Regions from separate parts of the Anser cygnoides genome. Here region 2 is linked to region 1. Evidence: chromatin contacts called from public Hi-C data. All regions are on one chromosome and are shown on one strand. Each heading gives the region's core, a stretch centred on a gene start, on an enhancer-like site or on the middle of the called end of the contact. The rest is flanking DNA. Distances are from core to core; before and after follow the strand shown. Region 1 holds the start of MED7 (mediator complex subunit 7). Region 2 holds the start of LSM11 (LSM11, U7 small nuclear RNA associated).

Region 1 (4,085 bases), core at 810-3,309:
AATGCAAAGCATCCACACTGCAAAATTATTTACTTCATACACATTTATCAGCTATGCAGGAAACAAAAAGTTAGTCTAAGCGTCAACAGAAAGTAGGCATTTCTGTACTTTCAAGACTGGTTATAATTTATATCCAACAAAATTAAAAATATATAATTTTAATCTATTTAATTGTTTAGATTCCTGACAGCATCTCTGTAAGAGAAATTACACTGCATTACATATATAAAAAAGCAATTCTTAAGTTGTCTTAAATACAGTTATATACTAAAAAGCTAGAAAAGAATGTATTTCTCAGACTTGCCACTGATTTCATTTTTAATATCAAATTATACATTCCTGAAAAGACCCACTGAAAGTGTAAACAGCCATTATGTATTTGGAATGGTGGAATTGTCAGTTTCAATTTCTGTCAGTCAGATCCCTTGCTTCCATATCTTAAAGCAATTAAAAAAAAAAAAGAAGCACACCCAAAAAGGCTGCAAACAACAAATGGATATAAGTCAGAAAAAATAACTTTAATATGTGGCTTCCACATCACATGAATCATTTAACAAAAAGCACACTTTTTTTTAACAATGCACACACAGTTCACAAAATATTAAACATTTTCATCTGCTTAATCACTCACAACCTCCCCCCAAGAGGTGCACTATAAATGCTTTGACTGCTTGTATAACAGGAAAACAAAACATAACATAGACCTTCAGAATCTATTCTGCTTCTCCTTGTAGTGAGCTAATGGAAGAAGCTTTTTCATGTCATTTCATCAATAATGCTACACATAGCTGCATCTTTGTCTAAAACCTGATCTCTCTTGCAACCAGAACGCTCTCTCTGTTTTTCACTCTGTCCAATGCAGTTGTTGCCATCATCAGTGTCCATTGGTTCTGTTTTCACTCGCAGTCCTCCCTCTGAGTGAGGCAGGTCATCAGGCAAAGAAGCCAGGCAGTTCTGAATCATCTCCACAACTCGCTCTAAATGCTTCTGAAATCGTTCTGCAGTTTCCAAACGCTGACGTTTCTGCACTTCCATCATGACTCGCAAGGTCTCCCTAGCTTGGTGAGGACGGTACTCATTTATAAGATGATGGACATGAACAAAGAGCAGTTTCAAGTCCTCCAGTTTCTCTTCTCGCTTTATACTCCCTGGACTCCTTATCAAGATATCCAAGAGATCCAGGAAGTTGACCAGGATAGACATATTAAGCTTTCTTAATTCCTTCTTGTGATCAAACTGCATAGGATGCAAGCGTTCAATACCCTGGCTTTCCAAGGGTCGGATAATTAGATCATCACACTGAAACTGATTACCAAACATCATGTAACTGTCTTTCACAGGCGGAGGTGGCTTTGGTGCCAGGCCTTTACGGATATTTTCATCAGTATATTCTTTTATATATTGCATTGGAGGCGGAGGAAGAGCACTCACTTGCTGGGGCTCACCCATTTTTGCCAGATGAAAGTACCTAGGGAATGCCAAAGAAATACATGTTATACAGACTGCGTAACAAACCTATAATATAAATAAAGGTACTGTGTGAGGGCTACGTTGAGGCAACGCACCAAGCAGAAGCTGTCTCGGTGTGGATAACACACGGAGCTCCCCCAATAAACCCATGTTAGCTCTTCACTGAGATATACTCCCACCACAACTACCCTCACGAGAGGCACATCAAGCACTCGCCTCTCAGCCCGCGCAGAGCCAGCCTGCACACAGCGCAGCCACAGGAAGAGGGGGGACAGCCCTTCCCTGGCCACGGCCCGACCCAGGAAGGCGGGGAGCGGTAGCAAACAGCCACCGGGAGGCAGGCCCGGCCCGCAGGGCAGGGGGCGGCCTCCACACCGCAGCCCCGGCCGGGCCCTGACAGGCCCCGAGGCGGCGGCGGGACGGAGCTGCCCGGCCGTTTGCCCTCACCTGCGCGCCGCGCTCCCCTCAGCCTTCCGCCAGCACCGCGCTTCCGCCGGCACCCCCTTTTGTTCCCCCTCCCAATTGGCTTGCCGAGCGAGGGCTGGGAGAGCGGCGCGCTCTGATTGGTTGTTCCGAACGCCGGTCTGAAGTTTGCTCCATTCAGAGGCAGCGCTCTCTCGGGAGGCGGTGCCGATCGGTGCCTGGGGCGGGGCGTCGCCATGGAGGGGGCGCCATGTTGGGGGCTCGAGTGGCTTCCGTAGGCCTGAGGTCCTCTCAGAACTTAGGTGTGCACCGACTGGTGCTTGGTGGCTGCCACCCCAAAGCAGCAGGGACTGCTTGGAAGGAAAATACTTAGACTGCGATCTCCAACAGAATTCTGAGACTTTAACCACTAAATTATGTGGTGGTCGTACATAGTGCTTCCATGCGTCAGAAACTTCGGTGTCATCCCTGGTCACGAAATAAAAGCATTTGCTTGGAAAGTGTTTGCAGTGTTCCTTTATCTAAACATCCAAGCCTGAGTACATAAAGGCTGTCACAAACAGCTGGGCTCCAGTGGTTTTCTTTCATTTTCGTTCCACGAAGAGCTGAAGGAAAAAAATGTGGATTTATATTTTCCACTTTGTGGGTCTTGGGCAGCGGGGCTCGCTGGCATTGCCTCTGCAGGAATTTCTCCCCGAAATGGCCAACTGAAAAAGAGGAGGTTTTGACACCTGGGCATTTATGTTCTGTTCCTTCTCTTCCTCGGCAGGTGGCAGTAATATCCTTGGTTTTGCAGGAACCCGTTGTGTATACATGCAGTATCTTTTACAGAGTTTCTTTTCAAGATCACTTTTGGGGAAAAAAAAAAAAAATTGATTATTTTATTATCCCTTTGGATCCTGCCAATTATTTATAAAACAATGCAAAGAAACTTCAGAATTGTTAATTTGACTAGAAAACCTGAAAACATTTGCTGCTTACATTTTACTGATTATCTGAATGTTGAAATAGTCCGAACCAAAAAACACACTCTACAGCTGAGGCAGGCCTGATGATGAGTGCAACCCCTTGGCATCAAAAGAGTCTGGCAAACTATATTTTCGCAGAAATGAACCCCGTTGTGACATTCATGATTTAGCGAGAAGGACAGTGTCTGTCATGTGGGAAGGAAGGGTGGTCTTCAGTGAACTTACTGAAGAAATCTCTCCCATTATGAAGGTTGATGCCCTTATTCTTTGGAAGTGCTGTATTAGTATTTACACATATTCAAAGATAATCGCTGATGACTTCAGTTACCTAGTCAAGTATCTGTTGATTACTCAGTCTGAGTTAAAGGTTTGTTCCTTGACTTTTTTCTGTATTCACAGACTGATGTCATCAGTGTGGTTATAGTTTAGTATTTATCTACATGCATATATGCATGGATATGGCCTATGTCGTGTTTACAGATATAGACCCAAGGATTTCTTGGGTAAATGGGCCTCAATTTAGGCATGTTGTCCAAAGGAGGATATTCTTGCCATTTGGAAATGACTTACAGTTTTGATTTAGGAAAAACTGACACTAAGTTGGTTTGGGCGGAATCTGCATTTGTCAATAATCTCTAGACTTCCAGATCTGATGTTGTCTAATACCTGAAGCAATGTCTTCACACTTTCTACCCTGGATGTCAATACTTCTGCTTAAAATGTGAAACAAAGCTCTTTACATTAAGGATTTTGTGGTGCCCCAAGACGTGAATTAATCTAGTGTTCTTTTCAGGAACAGATCCATAATGACTGAAATGTGATGAGCATTGAGTAGTGTAAGCTCTGAATGGATTGTTCAGACTCAGGAGTTTGAGTACAGAAAGCTCTTATTCTTTGTGCATAAATATCCTAAAGGCCAGCCATGCTGGGCAACACAATGCAGAAGTAAAAAAACAGTATGACATGGTTTGGCCATGTTGCTTTCTGTTTTCAGCACTTCAGCACTGTATCTGGGGAAACCAACCTTCTGAAATGTATGATATGTGCTAGTATGTAACTTGTTAGTAAAAGCCACCTTTAAGAAAACTGGTCATTTGGTTCCCAAATAAATACATACTTAAATAATAATAATATTTAAAAAAAAAAGTTAAAGAATGAAGAAGTTTAAAAAGTTGCCACCATTCACCACTTTCCTATCATAGCTATGGAACTTATGGCCTCCAT
Region 2 (4,444 bases), core at 915-3,414, 160 kb after region 1:
TGGTTGACCTTAGCAACAAATTGTTCAACTACATAATGTCTCATCCTTACAGAAGGGAAAGCCTAGCAGTTTCCTATGACGAATTTTTAAAAAGCTTTTGTCAAATGTACAGGGTTTTATACTTTTTAAAATATTAAAAACTAGTGATTTATTCTCTGCTGTGTTTATTATTTGACTTTCTCATTGTTTATTATTTGGACTTTCCCATTACTAATATTTTTAGTAGTAATTAGTGAAGGTTTCAAACAGTTAAGCTAATAATAAACCGTACAGAGTTGAGTTTTGTTAGGGTATGGACAGACATTGTGCTCTCATCTTCTGTGGCCTGGGAAGTAATTTGTCTCCTCCTGTGCAGTGGAGTGAAAGATAGCAGCACAGGGTAGTTTCTTGGTGCCTTTAAGGAGGATGCCAGCAGTAATTTTATTATTACTGTTCTCTGGTTTTCTTGGGGATGATACAGATGTAGCAGTCATGACAATACCTCTTAGTTAAAGAAAGGAGGGTGTGTGTTGCTTGCTCTCTGCACAGTTTAGTTCTTGTATAACTTGGTTAATCTCTGTCAAGACAGTTAAATCATTCAACCTCTGGGAGCACAAATGCTTCTAATGTAAAGGGACTTGTCCAAATGTAACTAGACTTTGAGGGAAATAACTTATTTCAGTATAAATGCCTATTTCAGAAATACAACTGTAATGATATAAGAATGGTAGTGCTTTAACCGTGCTGGTCTCAGAAACATGGCACTGACATAGCTACAGCTCGCCAGCCAGTTCGCTAAGGGAGAGAGAACCAGCAGTTGGGACTGGCCATAAAAATGGAAGGAGAGCATTAAATGTGGCCAAATAAGGTCAGTACTGAGTTACTGTCATGAATTGACTCTCTGCTTTCACCCTTTTCTTACTACGGGAAGAACTTATACATTTAAGGCAATGTGCAAACTTTTTTTGAAAAAACACTCTATACAGATACTGAAGTAAAATATTACTTTGCAATTTCTTCCTTTTTCTGAGAATGAAGAATAAGTCTGTGCATTCGTGATAGCAGTTTCCTGTCCCCGATGTATACTAATGCTGAGCAATAAGAGAATGTATACCATTTTTAGCTTGTCGAAGGGCCTGTTTAATTCCTCAGGAAGAGGATATGAGGGAGTGTGTGGTGGTGATTCTGAATGAATCATTGCACCGCAGTCATTTAGCATTGAGAACTTCCTATCTGTTTTTTGTGTGTGTGTGTGTGTGTTTTGGTCTTACAGCAAAATTGTCATTTGCTCGACTTTGATGTGCCACGTTGCTATCTAGGGCTTGACTTTGGACATGACGTACAGAGCAACTGCTCCAGAGTTGGTAGTGTTTGGATTTTGCATTCTGAGCAAAGATGAAAACAACTTCGGCAATAACGATCCTCCTTGAAAAAGCATCATGTAGGGGTTTTTAATCATATATCATGACTACCTGATACATAAGGAGAGATACCATAGTATGTGTGTATTAGGTCCTGCTGTCAAGTGTTTTCCATTTAACTCATACAACGATGTGTAGTAAGTAAACATCTAGTTTAGTACTACTATATAGTATAATAGAGTTTTGAACCAAGATATAGATTGTCTTTACAACTCTGGTCTTGAATTTTTATGACTTTAAATACTGTGGGGGGAAAGAATGTAATGGACTCAAGCACATGGTATCCTCCTGCATAAAGTTTCTTTGGGGCTGTGAAGAAACAGACGCTTCCTGAGGTTGGGCAGCAAGCTCGGCCTGATGTTATACTGTTGTAACAGGAACCATTAAAGCTATGGGAAGCGGTTATGGAAGACCAACGGTAGGTGGGGGAATCTGTTGCAGTAAAGAAACCCCGCAGCGTTAACGTGTCCTGTGACAAATAGGTCTTGTATTCTGTGCCACTCAGCACATTCAAATAAGAATGACCCTGTTCGCTGCAGCACCGGGACCGCCAGAGGCCTCTGGCGGCTGCAGAGGGCAGCAGCAGCGGCGAGGGAAACCGTTGCTCGCCGCCAGCACCGCTAATTTCCCATTAACACACCGTTAATTCGCACCTCCCCGCGCCCCGCCTCCGCGGGCGGTGCTGGGCGGTCTCCCCTCCCGGCGCGGCCCGCCCCGGGCCCTGCTTAGCTTGCGGGGCCGGCGGGCGGCGCTGCGGCGCCCCCTAGCGGCGGGCCGGGCGCCGCCCGCCATGGAGGAAGCCGAGGGGGCCGCGGAGCAGCAGCGGCGCCGCCGGGCGGGGGCCGAGCGCTCGCCGAGCCCCGGCCGCCTGGACGTGAGCTCCAGCCGCTTCGACCCGCTGCTGGCGCTGTACTCGGCCCGCACGCCGCTGCCCTTCCCCGGCGCCCCGTGCTTCAACAACCTCGCCGAGTACGAGAGCTTCCAGCGCGGCCTGCTCCGCCCGCGGGGCCGCCGCCCCGCCGCTGCCGCCGCCGCCGCCCGCCGCGGCCCCTCCGCCCGCTCCGCCCGCCGCGGCCCCGCCGCCGCCGACCCCGAGCGCATCCAGCGGCTCCGCAGCCTCATGGTCAACGCCGGGCCCGAGCAGGAGGCGGCCACGGGGGGAGCGGCGGCTCGGCGCAGGAGGGCACCGCGCAACGTCCTCACCAGGATGCCCCGTAAGGGCGGGGGGGGGGGGCTGAGGCGTGGGGGGGTGAGGTTTGGGGGGCTAGGAATGGGGGGGGCTGAGGTGTGGAGGGCTGAGGCATGGGGTCCAGGCTGTGGAGGGTCTGAGGTATGGGGGTGCCGGGAATGGGGGGCTTGAGGTATAGGGGGGCTGGAGCAAGGGCAGGGGGCCCGGGCTCGGCCACTGGGTGCCAGGGGGTGTGCTGGGGCATGGGGGTACGGAGTGAGGCGGGAGGTGGGGTGACAGCGGGGTGACAGGGTCAGGGAGAGGGACTGAGGGAGCTCGGGGGGAAATGGGGACGGCGGGCTTGGTAAAACGCCGAACGCAGAAATGCTCACTGGAGATGATGCTCGTTTTGTTGTGACATCCTCCTTGGTCATTTGGTTGGTCACATCCATCTTCTTAATGGAAAGGAAGGACGAGAAAGTGTTGTGCTTCCAGAAGTACCGTTCTTAAACCTGGAATCAGATTTCAGCCCATGGAGCTAGTAGTTAAGTGATAACCACAGCGTGAGCCCGCAACACACTGTGCTCTCTTGGCTACTAAATGTGCATCCTGGGGGCATAAATACAGCACTGGTGTTTCTACTGATGTGATGATAGAGCAGCGGATTGAGGCAGGAGGGAACTGTGATGATAAATTCGTCGTCTGTGGGGATGATACAAATTTCTTGTGTAAACTTCCATACGCAGTCAGGGAAATAGCCCCTGAACATAAGGGGTGCAACTTGTGGACCCACACCAAGAAGCAAATGAGATGCAAATTTAGTGCGCTTAATTAAAAATACTGCAGGTTTACTGGAGTCAAAATATCTCTTCCCATCGCCAACATCACCTTAATGCTCTTTATAAACAGACAAACCCCAAATGTTCAACTCTGAATGCCTAAAGCAGAACCTTTTTCTTGCTTAGACACCAAAACAACATATTCCTTTCCAGAGGTGCTGTATGATCCGCAATCTGATCATGTCAGTTGAGAGTTTTCCACAAATGCAGAGGCTCTGTTTAAGTAGGATTTCCAAAAGAATTGACCTTAGATATTGATTCAGGATCTTAATATAAAGAATCTGTATTTGGATTACTGTGATTGAAACTGAAAAAATGCACTGTAAAAATTAACTGTAGCAGTGGTCCAGTGAGGAGGTTACATGTTTCCATTACGAGCACATATTTAACGTCCACACATCTAAGACTAGACAGCGGGGACTTTGAAGAAGACTGGCTCAACTGGCATCTAAAGTGCTGTTCAGCAGTCTGAAGAGTTTATTTTTTTTCAAAACTGTGTGCTTTCCCTGCAACTAGGGGGCCTGTCTGCATAGCAGGTTGGCTATGATCGAAGCTTGGATCCTAAGGCAATAGCTGCCTCTGGAGGCATGTACGATATGTGTGGTTCGTGCTTTACTGCATCCCATGGTTGTGTTGCTGTGCTCCCAGGCAGCAGTGACAATGTGTGACTTGTTCCTTAAATTCCGTGTGTCAGAAATGTAAAATGGACACAAAATTTTGCCCATTGTGAGGAGTTAGCAGTGCTTGTTTGGAATCAGCTCAGGAGAAGCAATTTCGAATCATCTCGTATTTACCAAGGGGCAAAGAACTTGTGCAAGCAGTTACCGCAGAGCAGCAGAAAGGCCTTTAGTACTGCTCTGAGCTGCTTCAACTGTCCTTGCTTGCTTTGCTCCTGTTCTTTTAACTTTGTCTCTAAATAGAGTCTACCCTGTGGACAGCGACTTGAACTTCATCAGAATTTGGATCTGTATTTTGTCTCTCCTGGGGTACTTGCCCTCTGGTGCACAGCAGTTTTCCAGTAATTCTTCAAAATCCTG

Evidence for each region. Hi-C and Micro-C count contacts between places; a contact is called where the count stands out from the background.
Region 2: a contact with region 1 is called in a Hi-C map of liver, with 2.3 times the contacts expected there. The contact joins the promoter of LSM11 here to the promoter of MED7 in region 1. A contact is called at or near these places in 2 of 7 Hi-C or Micro-C datasets (both in liver).

What each region holds. Positions count from the first base shown.
Region 1 is chr14:8,043,841-8,047,925 of Taihu_goose_T2T_genome, forward strand. It overlaps MED7 (mediator complex subunit 7), which reads right to left and starts at 2,060. Exons shown (of 2, transcript XM_048057239.1): 1 at 1,918-2,060; 2 at 498-1,468. The coding sequence starts at 1,449. The coding sequence ends at 757. LOC136786398 (a long non-coding RNA gene) reads right to left here. Exons shown (of 3, transcript XR_010824947.1): 3 at 2,268-2,742.
Region 2 is chr14:8,206,172-8,210,615 of Taihu_goose_T2T_genome, forward strand. It overlaps LSM11 (LSM11, U7 small nuclear RNA associated), which reads left to right and starts at 2,165. Exons shown (of 4, transcript XM_066977305.1): 1 at 2,165-2,614. The coding sequence starts at 2,191. It overlaps THG1L (tRNA-histidine guanylyltransferase 1 like), which reads left to right. Exons shown (of 6, transcript XM_048057451.2): 6 at 1-156.